Regions from separate parts of the Sus scrofa genome. Here regions 1 and 2 are each linked to region 3. A link is a contact called in public HiChIP or PLAC-seq data. All regions are on one chromosome and are shown on one strand. The core of a region is the stretch at or near the end of the contact, and the rest is flanking DNA. Distances in the headings are between cores, read along the strand shown. Region 1 has its middle 51 kb from the start of TMEM63B. Region 2 overlaps MRPS18A (39S ribosomal protein S18a, mitochondrial). Region 3 has its middle 96 kb from the start of C7H6orf223.

The links. HiChIP or PLAC-seq counts read pairs in DNA pulled down with a chosen protein or histone mark.
Region 1: a contact with region 3 is called in an H3K27ac HiChIP or PLAC-seq map of skeletal muscle. The contact joins two enhancer-like sites. A contact is called at or near these places in 3 of 47 Hi-C or Micro-C datasets (embryonic fibroblasts, epiblast stem cells and liver) and 2 of 2 datasets of contacts at active chromatin or transcription factors (alveolar macrophages and skeletal muscle).
Region 2: an H3K27ac HiChIP or PLAC-seq map of skeletal muscle shows a contact between it and region 3, with 4 times the contacts expected there. The contact joins two enhancer-like sites. A contact is called at or near these places in 2 of 47 Hi-C or Micro-C datasets (embryonic fibroblasts and epiblast stem cells) and 1 of 2 datasets of contacts at active chromatin or transcription factors (skeletal muscle).

Annotation. Positions count from the first base shown.
Region 1 is chr7:39,084,773-39,088,469 of Sscrofa11.1, forward strand. No RefSeq gene overlaps it. Among named protein-coding and RNA genes, the nearest start is that of TMEM63B, 51 kb to the right of the region's middle. Within about 2 kb of position 1,824, at least 8 of the 83 cell types and tissues checked have an H3K27ac peak or open chromatin away from gene starts, as enhancers often do. A contact at or near this core is called in skeletal muscle, where this site is marked.
Region 2 is chr7:38,641,920-38,645,250 of Sscrofa11.1, forward strand. MRPS18A (39S ribosomal protein S18a, mitochondrial) reads right to left here. Exons shown (of 7, transcript XM_021098784.1): 5 at 3,147-3,270; 6 at 2,897-2,966; 7 at 1-199. The coding sequence ends at 55. Among named protein-coding and RNA genes, the nearest start is that of MRPS18A, 14 kb to the right of the region's middle. Within about 2 kb of position 1,607, at least 19 of the 83 cell types and tissues checked have an H3K27ac peak or open chromatin away from gene starts, as enhancers often do. A contact at or near this core is called in skeletal muscle, where this site is marked.
Region 3 is chr7:38,896,050-38,899,706 of Sscrofa11.1, forward strand. No RefSeq gene overlaps it. Among named protein-coding and RNA genes, the nearest start is that of C7H6orf223, 96 kb to the right of the region's middle. Within about 2 kb of position 2,237, at least 13 of the 83 cell types and tissues checked have an H3K27ac peak or open chromatin away from gene starts, as enhancers often do. A contact at or near this core is called in skeletal muscle, where this site is marked.

The DNA of each region.
Region 1 (3,697 bases), core at 574-3,073, 190 kb after region 3:
CTCTCTGCACCACCTTTACTTCAAGTATGAGCTGAGGGTGACACCTGGTGGCCATATCTATAGCTGCAGGACCCGGAGCAGCGACACCACCAAACCAGAAAGGCCTGAGGTCTATGGGTGAGGAAGCCATTCTTTTGAGCACTTTCCCTGCACCTCCCAACTCCCTCTCAGGACCCAGGAAACCTCCAGGGCAGCCACTACCCACTCCACCTGAGAGCAGGTGGAGCTCTGACGGTTGCATCCGCCTAATGGCTGGGGTGACAGAGGCCTCTGCCCAGACCCTAGCCCCAAGTAAGAGGCAGCAGGACAATGGCTACATTTCTCCCAGTGCTTCTGGGGCCTTATAAGCAGCATCTCCTTCAGTTTTTATCACTAGGGCCTATTATCAGGCACAGCGAGGTTAAGCAACTTGTTTAGGATCACACAGCTCCTAAGTGCCCAAATGATTGAATGAATGGGACAGCTGGCAAGTCTCCGGTGGACAGAGGAGGCCAAGAGGAAGTAGCCATGAGGTTAGAAGTCCCAAGTTCCAACCCAGTCCCCCTCAAGGGCCTTCTGCTGGCTGGTCATAGTCTCCTTGACAGCACCATGGGCCCAGAAACCTCCATGACAGCCGCTACCCATGCCACCTGAGAGCAGCTGGAGCTCTGACAGTTACATCTGCCTAATGGCTGCGATTCTCAAGCTGCTGGACCTGAGAATCACCTGGGCAGAATTGCTGTAAATGCCCATGCTTGCTCCAGCCCTGCTGATGAAATCAAAATCAGTAGCAGTAGGGTGGGGGGTGGGAGTGGGGTTCCCACTGTGGCGCAGCAGAAACCAATCTGACTAGTATCCAAGAGGACTCAGGTTTGATGCCTGGTCTTTCAGTGAGTTAAGGATCCAGCGTTGCAGTGAGCTGTGGTGTAGGTCGCAGATTCGGCTCGGATCCCTCGTTGCTGTGGCTGTGGTGTAGGCCAGCAGCTGCAGCTCTGATTTGATCCCTAGCCTGGAAACCTCCATGTGCTATAGGTGCAGCCCTAAAAAGACAAAAAAAAAAAAAAAAAAAAAAAACAGTAGGAATGGAGCTGAAGGATGGGTATTCTTTAAAATCTTTCTAGGTGATTCTCTATGAAGCCAGGGCTAAGAAGGGGGCTCCTGGGACTTTCTCATCTCTGGACTTCACAGCCCTCTCAAGGTCAGTTCCCCACAGCTCGCCGCTGCCCTGAGGGCTCTCCAGAGAAACCAGCCCTCCCGCCACTAGAATCGCCTGGACATCTTGTCCACCCAGATGCAGCCTCCCCAACCCTCCGGATCCCAGGGAGAGGCCGGGCCACCAGCCCTTCCCAGAAGGGGCCTGGCAGGCTTGAGCCTCCTGAATCTCTGACCCCAGGCCTGGCCTCTGGGGTGGGGGCAGGGAAGGGCACCGGGAGCTTAACCCCAACAGGATGAAGGCGTCATAATTAGTGTCAGGCGCTTGGCTCAGCCTGCGGAAATCCCCGGCTTAGTAGGGATGGAGGGGCTCCGGCCTGGGAAGGGGGTCAGGACAGAAGTGAGGGGGCAGGGGAGCCTAGACACGTGGAGACCCCAGGGTCCTGAGCCCCTAGCCACCTCCTGAGAGGATCAACTAGAAGCTCAACACGGCTCACCCCCACCCCAGGAGCCGCTGACCCGCAGAGAGGAAGGGAAGGACTGACGGACCCCAGAGGCCCTGCTGCTCCCCCAGGCTGGGCTGGGCCAGGATCACCCCTTCCCCAGCCTTTGGCAGGAGGAGGAGGGCACCCATGGGAAAGAGCTACGTGAGCGTTCCCAGGGCAACGCAGGCTTCTCTCCAGCCTGTAATCCTCAGGCCTGGAGAGAGGGATCACTTTCCTCTGTGGAATGTAACACTGAGGGGACAAAATAGGGCAGAGGGACCTGGGGTGGAGGGGGCAGGTGCCAGGGAGTCCACTTTGCCGGGGGTACTTTCCAGCCCCCCAAAAGCCCTCCAAGAGGTGGCAGCTGCAGAGAAGAGGGGTCAGCCCCACCCCCAGCTCACCCCAGGGCATGAGGTCGGCAGCTGGGCTGGAGCTCTCAGCAGACCATCCCCACTCCCAAGAGCTCGCACCCTGGGGGCGCCTGGATGATCTCCTTTGCTCACCATTCATTTGCCGGGGAGGAAACTCATCCTGATTAGAATCAGCTAAGGCCATGCAGTGTCACAACCACACCTAGAAGCCCCAGCTTCCTAGGAGACTTCCCAGAGTGGGCCGGCAAGGACTGAAATACACAGCCATACTTGCGCCAGAGTCCCTCTGCCCCCACAGCAGGGCACCCTTCCCTCCAGGGTCATAGGCTGGGCATGGCAGGCAGAGAGCAGGTGCATACTAGTCACCGCAAGCCTGGGACCAGGGGCCAGCCCAGTGGCTCTCATGTTGAGATTCAACACCACTTTCTCCAGGAAGCCTTCCAGGCTGATCCACAAAGGGCCAGAAGTCCCCCTCCCCCTCCCCAGCCATGACCTACCTCCCCTCCCCAGCCTCACCCCTGGCCCATCACCTAAGTCCTGCATGAGCCTCAGTTCTGCTCACTCTGGGCGCTCCTTGACCCAGGAAACCCTGAGGGCATGACCGTGTAGGCACAGAAAGTACTGTGCCCACCCCAGCACTAGCCACAGGGAGGCTTTGGAGTGAAGGGCTCTGGGAAGGAGGGCAGAAGTCAGCTCGGGTCACCGAACCTGGAAAGAACCTGCAGTGGGGAAGTGACCTCAAACGTCATCCGATCCAGCCCCCAATGACCTCCCAGCTGGGGGGCAGCTTCTGCTCAACACCTGCAGAGATGGAGCTTTCTTTATTCCCCCATTCATCCCTTTGCCCAGCCAGGCTCACACAGCCAGCTTCTACATCTCAGGGGCCGAGGCAACCTGATCCGTTTTCAAGGGCACGTGCTCAGTCCTTAGCAAATGGGGTCAGGGGTCCATCGCCCACTTCCTGGGCTGACACAGCTCTAAGTAGAAGATACTGACCAGCAACCACCACCCGGCCTCTCCCACACACACACCTAAGTTGTGTTTACACAGAGCGAGCACGCTCTGGATTCATTTGTCTCAGCAACCATTGCAGGTGGGGGTGGCCCTTCTTGACAAGTAGAAGCTGAGGCTGAGGGATGACTTTGCAGCGGGAAGAGCGCTGGAGCCAGGACTCAGCCTCAGCAGCCATGCGCCCAGCCCCGGCACTCACTGCACGCACACACATGCACACACACACACACACACACACATGTGCACACACAGCCCTCTACCCCCAGCACTCACTCCATACACACACACACACACCACACACACGCACACACACACGCACGTGCACACACACACACGCACATCTCCACCAGCTGGGGCTTCCTGTGAAAAATGGGCTTTGCCTGGGGGGAAAGAAAATGCAATTTAGGCTCCTAACTATAAAATAACGGCCAAGGCAGGTCAGAGGCCTGCTGGGTCCCAGACACTGTGCTGTTTGTTAAATGCAGGGGATGCAATTGGTGAACCAAGAACTCCCACCACCCCGCCTCCAGGGCCGGGCCGGGGCTGCCCTGGGCTGGCACAGCCGGCGCATGCACGCACGCACACACACACATCCCCCCGGGTGGCGTGAGGCCCTGCACGTCCCAGGAGACAGGGTGTCCCAGCCCCTTCACTACCCTCTGATAAGCCAGCGGCTTCCAGCAGGACAGGCACGTACCC
Region 2 (3,331 bases), core at 357-2,856, 250 kb before region 3:
GGAGCCGGGGGCCGTAGGGCGGGCTGGGGTGGAGTGCGGGCGGAGCTGCCTCAGTCAGTGGTACAGCAGCAGGGGCCTGCCCGAGTAGGAGACGTTGTCCTTCAAGAGGGGGGACCCCACGGGCATGCGCACCTTGTTCCAGCGGTGGCCTTTGTTGTAGATGGGCTTGACAGAGCGGGGAGACCAGCGGGTCAGGTACCTGTGGAGGGAGGACGGGAGGCAGCTGTGAGGGCTGGCGGCCCACCAAATCCTTTTGCCAGTTTTCCTTTCCTGAGAAGGGGCTTTTCCTGGGAGCCACCGCCAAGTGTGCTGTAAACAGATGGGTTGGGCTCCTGCTGCTTCAGGCGTGTGTGGCCAGGGCCAGGCTGCACAAGGCCACGTGCGCCCTTGATCCTGATGAGTTGTCAATGTTTGTGTGTATCTGCTGGGGGAGGAGGCGGAGGAAGAGGCTGCGCAGCCATGGGGAGAGGAGGCTGACGTAAGGGCCTGGAGGAGACCTTCCCTCTGCCCCACTTGGCTCATCTGCCCCCCACCCCCCACCCCAGCCTTCAGGGAACAAGCCTGGGCAGCCCCTCCCCCAACCCATGACAGGAGCCAAGGGTGAGGGCCTGTGGGTGCAGACCTAGCCCAGGAAGGTTCTTGTGAGTGGGTGCGGGGAAAGATGGCTGCCGCCCATAGTCCTCTGACCCCCTCTGGGGATGGCAGGGCCCTGACGGTTCCCGGAAAAGTGGCCCACGCCGGCTGGACTGGGGTTTGCTCCGTCCAGAACGAAACCTGGATCCCATCCAGAGAGGCCCACCCTTTGTCTTGAAAGCTCAACCATGGCAAAGGCCAGGATCCTCCCCTGCTTCCATGTTAGGTTGCGGCTCAACCCAGCTGCCTCCAGGGACCCTCAAATGAGAGGCTTAATTTAAAAAATTAATAACCGTGGCTGAAACTTTTAGATACCAGTGAAAAAATGGCTGCTGATGTATATATTTCCATTGAGCTCCCTGGACCTCCGTCTTCTGCCGGGAGAGGAAGTAAAGAGCTGTGGGGTGCGGTGGGCAGGCGGGAGCAGCCTTCCCCGCGTCCTGGTCTGTCAGCGCCCCAGCGGGAGCACCTGTGCGGCGGGCTGGTGGTGCTGCGCCGGCAGGAGAGTAAGGGTAAAGGGACGGCAGCATGTGGCAGGCCCCAGGCTTTGGGGGGTTGGGGGGATGGGTGGAGAAGTGGGCTGTGGGAGCAGAATCCCCCAAAGGGGTGCCCACCGGATCTGAAGACCCAGAAAACCCGAAGGCTGACCGGGTCCTCCGAAGCTGTTGCCCCAAAGCTGTCCTTTCCCCCTCGCCCTGGAGAGACCTCAGGAAGCCAGGCTTTAGCTGTCCCTGGACCTGAGGCCTGTGCTACACAGAGCAGCCAGCCACGGGGAGAGGGCCGGGGCCTCTGGCCAGCTCTCTGGGGTCACTCCAGCTCTAAGAAGCACCAAGGCTCCTTTCTCCTACCTCTCCCGAAGGGGTGGGGAAGGAGGAAGCGTGGCTCCCCAGGGCCCAGGAGGGCCTAGGCCAGTGCCTGGCAGCTCAAGGACCTTTGGATGGAATCATAATGTCCCTTGTAAGGAATCAACCTCCCTCATAGCCAGGACTCCCTCTCCTCCCCAGGGTGGCCTTTTGCAACCTTAGAGCCCCCACACGTCATCAATCCTGTGTCACGTTAAAGGACACCGGATATATGGGAGGGAGTCTGGCTTTGCTTCAAAGGCCCGAGGGCAGGATGGATTGTGTCCTGAGGCCTGCTGCTGTCTCTGAACAAGTCAGGGCGGGGGTGGGCTCAACCCCCAAATGGTCCACAGCACTTTTGGGAAAGACAGAAAGAGGTTAATATGTCCCATTCCCTCAGGGCTGCTGGCAGATGGCCTAGCTAGCAGTGTGGGCGGTGCAGGTGGCCAGGCGTGCGTGAAGCCTTAGTGCTGGCCCTGTGCCCCCAGCCCAGCAATCCATGGCCTCCTATGCTCCATGCCTGGCTTCTGTTGGGGATCAGCCTAGGAGGTTTGCTGCGGGCAGAGTGTCTTGCTTTGCTTTAACCACAGACCACAGTTTCAGTGGTGTCAGGACAGGCTGAAGGAGGGAGGGGCCACTGATGGGGGGAACAAGAAAAAACACCAACATCAACTTTACAGACACAGACCTACTCTCAACAAAGGGATACTGTAGTGCTAGGAGTATGTGATGTGGTATCATCAGAGATGACTTTTTGGGTGTCAAACAAGAATCTATTTCTACACCAGAGGGGCCACCCTGCTTAGGCTGGAAGGCAGACTGACGGATTCCAGGATCTAGGGGCCTTCCTCTCCTCCTCTGTAGAACCTCGGGACCTCATGGAGCGCCACGTGTAGCTGTGCAGGTCGTTGACTGCACAACTCTAGGAGCACTATTCGCAACCTAGTCGACGTGGAGGCAGCCTTGAAGTTCTGCAGTGTCGGATTTGTAGAGCTCTACCCAGCGGCCCTGCCACGAGAGCCCTCTCATTTCCATTTCTAAGGCCTCATTCTGCCCTTTAATAACCCCGGTGCTATGACTGAAGGTTTGTAGAAGTGCTCTGACATTCCCATAGCAACCCAGTATGATGTCATAAACAGAGGATTAGCACATTCTAATGCCCGAGCAGCAGACCTTCTTACCCCTTTACCCCATGCTAAGGGCGGGGGAGAGCCAAGGAGGGGGGCCGAGGATGGCTGGGAGGGTAACAGAGGCACACACAGCGGCAACTGCAGTGTGGAACCGAGCATGGGGAGTGGGGGGGTGGGGGGTGGAGCACTCTGGCTTTTCTGAGCCGTGGGATGAGCTCCAGGAGGCGGCTTCCCCAGCGAGGGCCGAGGGCCTGCAGAACTCTCTGGGTGCTGACACCCAAGGTGGCTTACCTGTTGAGTCGGGGTTTGCTCTTTGGAACAAATCCTTCAGGAAGCTTCGGCCTGTGATTTGGGAGCAGACCTGAGTGGAGGGAGGAGTACTTAAGGGGATGGCTGGAGGGAAAGCCCAAGGGGGTGGGAGGCTGGCCCAGGCGGGTGCGTGTCATGAAGCCAGTCCAGGAGGGGCCGGACCATGGGGCAGCTGGAGGGTGGAAGTGGTGCCCACAGCCCCATGCCCTCTTAGCCCCGAGGGGCCTTCTACCTGCCCGGTGGGCCATCTTCACACACTCCTCAATTTTGAGGTGCTCCTCCTGGCACAGGCCTGTGATTCTTCGGGGCAGCATGCCCCCGTGTGGCCGGATGAACTGGCTGAGCAGCAGAACATCCTGGTGGTAACAGAAAATAGGAGAGGAGAGTCATCTGGAGGGACTGCAAGGGGCTGAAGCC
Region 3 (3,657 bases), core at 987-3,486:
ATGGTCCCTGCCCCCACCCCAGTCTCCGTGGGAACACAGCCTCTCCCTGTCAAGTCCATCAAGGTCACCCACGGTGGCCTGGCTGCTGGCCGTTCCCAAGGCAATGAGCCAGGTGTATCTGTCTCTTTCCTACCCTGCTTCTTTGGCACGTCTCGAATAATCAGCGGTTAAGAGCTTCAAGCCAGGGTCAGACCGCCTGAGTTCCCATCCTGGCTCTGCTCTGTGGCCTTGGATGTAGGACTTAACGTCTCTGTGCCTCGTTTCCTCATTTTCACAATGGAAATCAAAAGAGATTGTTGTCAGAATGGGTGGGACGATTAAAGGAGTTAAAGCATGTAAAAGGCTTAGACCAGTGGTACCTCTCAAACAAAATAGAAATTTTTGTGGCTATTATTATATGTCTTCTTACCCATGCCTTTATCCCTCACCCCCGCCTCTTTTTAGGGCCACACCTGCAGCATATGGAAGTTCCCAGGCTAGGGGGTCAAATCGGAGCTGCAGCTACCTGCCTACACCAGAGCCACAGCAATGTGGGATATGAGCTATGTCTGCGACCTACATCAGCAGCTCACGCAACACCAGATCCTTAACCCACTGAGCAAAGCCAGGGATCTAACCTATATCCCCATGGATACTAGTCAGGTTCTTAAGCTACTGAGCCACAATGGGAACTCCCACCCATGCATTTATTTATTTAATTTTTTAGGTCTGCACCCGCGGCATATGGAAGTACCCAGGCGAGGGGTCGAAACAGAGTGTAGCTGCCGGCCACAGCCACAGCAACGCCAGATCCGAGCTGCATCTGGGACCTACATCACAGCTGATGGCAAGGCTGGATCCTTAACCCTCTGAGCGAGGCCAGGGATTGAACCTGTGTCCTCATGGATGTTAGTCAGATGTGTTTCCGCTGAGCCACAACAAGAACTCCCTCCCCATGCATTTAGATGGATGACTAAAGAGCCAGTACAGAGGGAGGGGAGGGGACGGCAGGCAGTCAAAGTAATAATGATCTGCCAGGACACCCCGTTTTTCTTAAAGTCATCCCTGGTTGGGGTGGGGAGGGAGAGGCCCCCTCCCAGGAACCCCTGTGTCTGGAGACCCTGCACTGGCGTCGCCTCACCCTCTGCTGAGACAGATAGCCGATGTCACCCGTCCAATTCTTGACCACAGGCACAGGTTTCTACTTGATGTATTTACGTGGATTTTTACAGATCTTCATCAAAGCTGTTTGTACACATAGGTGTTAGTTACATGGTTCCTCATCCACGTTAACTTGCAGGACAGATTCATCTGGTGCCTCTGGCTACAACCCTGTGTGGCCTTGCCACCCTCCCCCACCATAATCCCCGTGTCATTCTGGTTAGATGGGAATGGAACGTGACCTTGTAAAAGCATTGACATCCAGGGTTGAGCCACTTAGTAAACTATAATTGTTTTTTTTTTCCCCTTTGCACAACATTTTATTCTTCCTGGAATTGATGAGGGTCCTTTTTGTTGTCGTTAGCTTGATTTTCTCTGTCCTTAGAACGATTTCAGTGGCTTCCCACGTCGTAGCTACAATAATAATTAACACCCTGTGAGCGCTTTCTATGTGCCAGGCATTCTTCTAAGTACTTTCTGGAGTTTGCTGGCGGCTCAGCGGATTAAGGATCTGGCGTTGTCACCGCTGCGGCTTGGGTTCAATCCCTGGCCAGGGAACTTTTGTATACACATGACCAAAGAAAAAGAAAGAAAAAGTACGTTCCATGTAGTAGCTCATTTAGCCTTTACACGAGTGCTCTGAGGCCTGGACTAGCGTATCTCATTTTGCAGATGAGGACAGAGGGACAGAGGGGTGACGTGATTCCCCCCCAATCCTAGAGCAAGTCAGCGATCGGCCAGGATTGGCCGCTAGCCTCTTACCACCGCAGGTCTGAGCCACCTGGCCCCTCCCGGCCCTGCGAGTGCACCTGCCAATCTCCGAGCACACCTGCCAGTCTCTTCCAGGCCCCTCCTGGCCTCTCCCCAGCTGGGCTGTAAGCCGGGTGAGGGCAGGCCCTGGGACGCACCCCTCTGTCATCCCAGGAGTGGGGCTGGGCCCAGCACACCTTCCTGTGTTTGCCAGGACGGTCCTGCTCTGGGCTGCCCACGCAGCCACGTGTTCTTTCTCCTCAGGCCCTTCAGGCAGAGGCAGGGCTGGGTGCACAGCTGGTGCGGTTAGAGCCGGGCCTGCAGCGGCTCAGAAAGGCCAAGTACATACGTCAAGGCCTCACCGCCAGGGGAGTGGAGTCTGAACTCCCTCCTCTGGCGGCAAGTCCAGGGCGCTTCCTAACATGCGAGGCTGCCTCCTACAGGCCCAGGCACATACACACCACACTTTATACCCACACAGACAGGCAACCCCTTGATTCATTTATGCTAATTCTGCACGCATATTTCCACCTGGGCATATTATTACACAGACAGAATTGCATTTCTTTCTTTTTTTTAAAGTGACATTTTTCTTTTATCCTGATAACTTTATTTATTTATTTATTTATTTATTTATTGTCTTTTGTCTTTTTTAGAGCTGCACCTGCAGCATATGGAGGTTCCCAGGCGAGGGATTGAATCGGAGCTGTAGCTGCCAGCCTATACCACAGCCACAGCCATGCCAGATCCGAGCTGTGTCTGTGACCTACACCACAGCTCACGGCGACGCCGGATCCTTAACCCACTGAGCGAGGCCAGAGATCAAACCTGCAACCTCATGGTTCCTAGTCAGATTCGTTTCTGCTGCGCCATGACGGGAACTCCCAGAATGGCATTTCATGTACACATTCACACACATAAGCGCACACCCGCACACGATACACAGGCACGCCAATTATCCACAGAGGCATTATATCACAAACCTGTGTTAACACAGAAACAATTACATACCTTATTTACAAACACCAACCCATGTAGATTCCACATTCACATATATACAGCATATACACATATTGTACAGAGAAAAACATAGAAAGATGTTAACACATGCAAAATGCACATAAACTTATAACCCACATTTGCATAATGCAGGCTCACGTAGATAGTTTGCATGTATTAAAACACACAGATGTTTGCACACAACACACAAAACACATATGATTAAACGCCATGCACGGAACCTATTTGTGCAAACATACGCACAGGTGCACATCCACAGATGCAAAGACTTGCACAAACATACCCACACTTGGGTGCACGCAACAAGTGGCCTGGTTGATGGCTGTGGCTGTGGTATAGGCTGTGGTATAGGCTGGCACGGGGGAAAGGCCCGTGGTTCCAGGTCCTGAGGCCGTCAGCTGGTTCGGGGGAAAGTCTGTTTCCTGACCTCCCCGGACACCTGCCTCGTCACAGCAGTGAAGGGGGCAAGGGGTATGCAGTCCCCAGCCCGTGGAGGGCTGAGGGTCCCCCAGATCTCCTGCCTCACTCTGGAGCCCCACTCAGGATTAGCACTGGCTGCTCTCCTGGGGAAGCGGCAAGATCTATGCCTTTTGTCAAGGAGGAAACGGAGGCTTGGCCAAGCAGGTTACATTTAGTGAGCCTGTCTAAGAATTCGAACCTGAATCCTTCAGAACCCGGAACTACACTGACCACATCTCTGAGCATCCAGGCGGCCCATACCCACGGCTAGGCACACAGTGCGTGCTA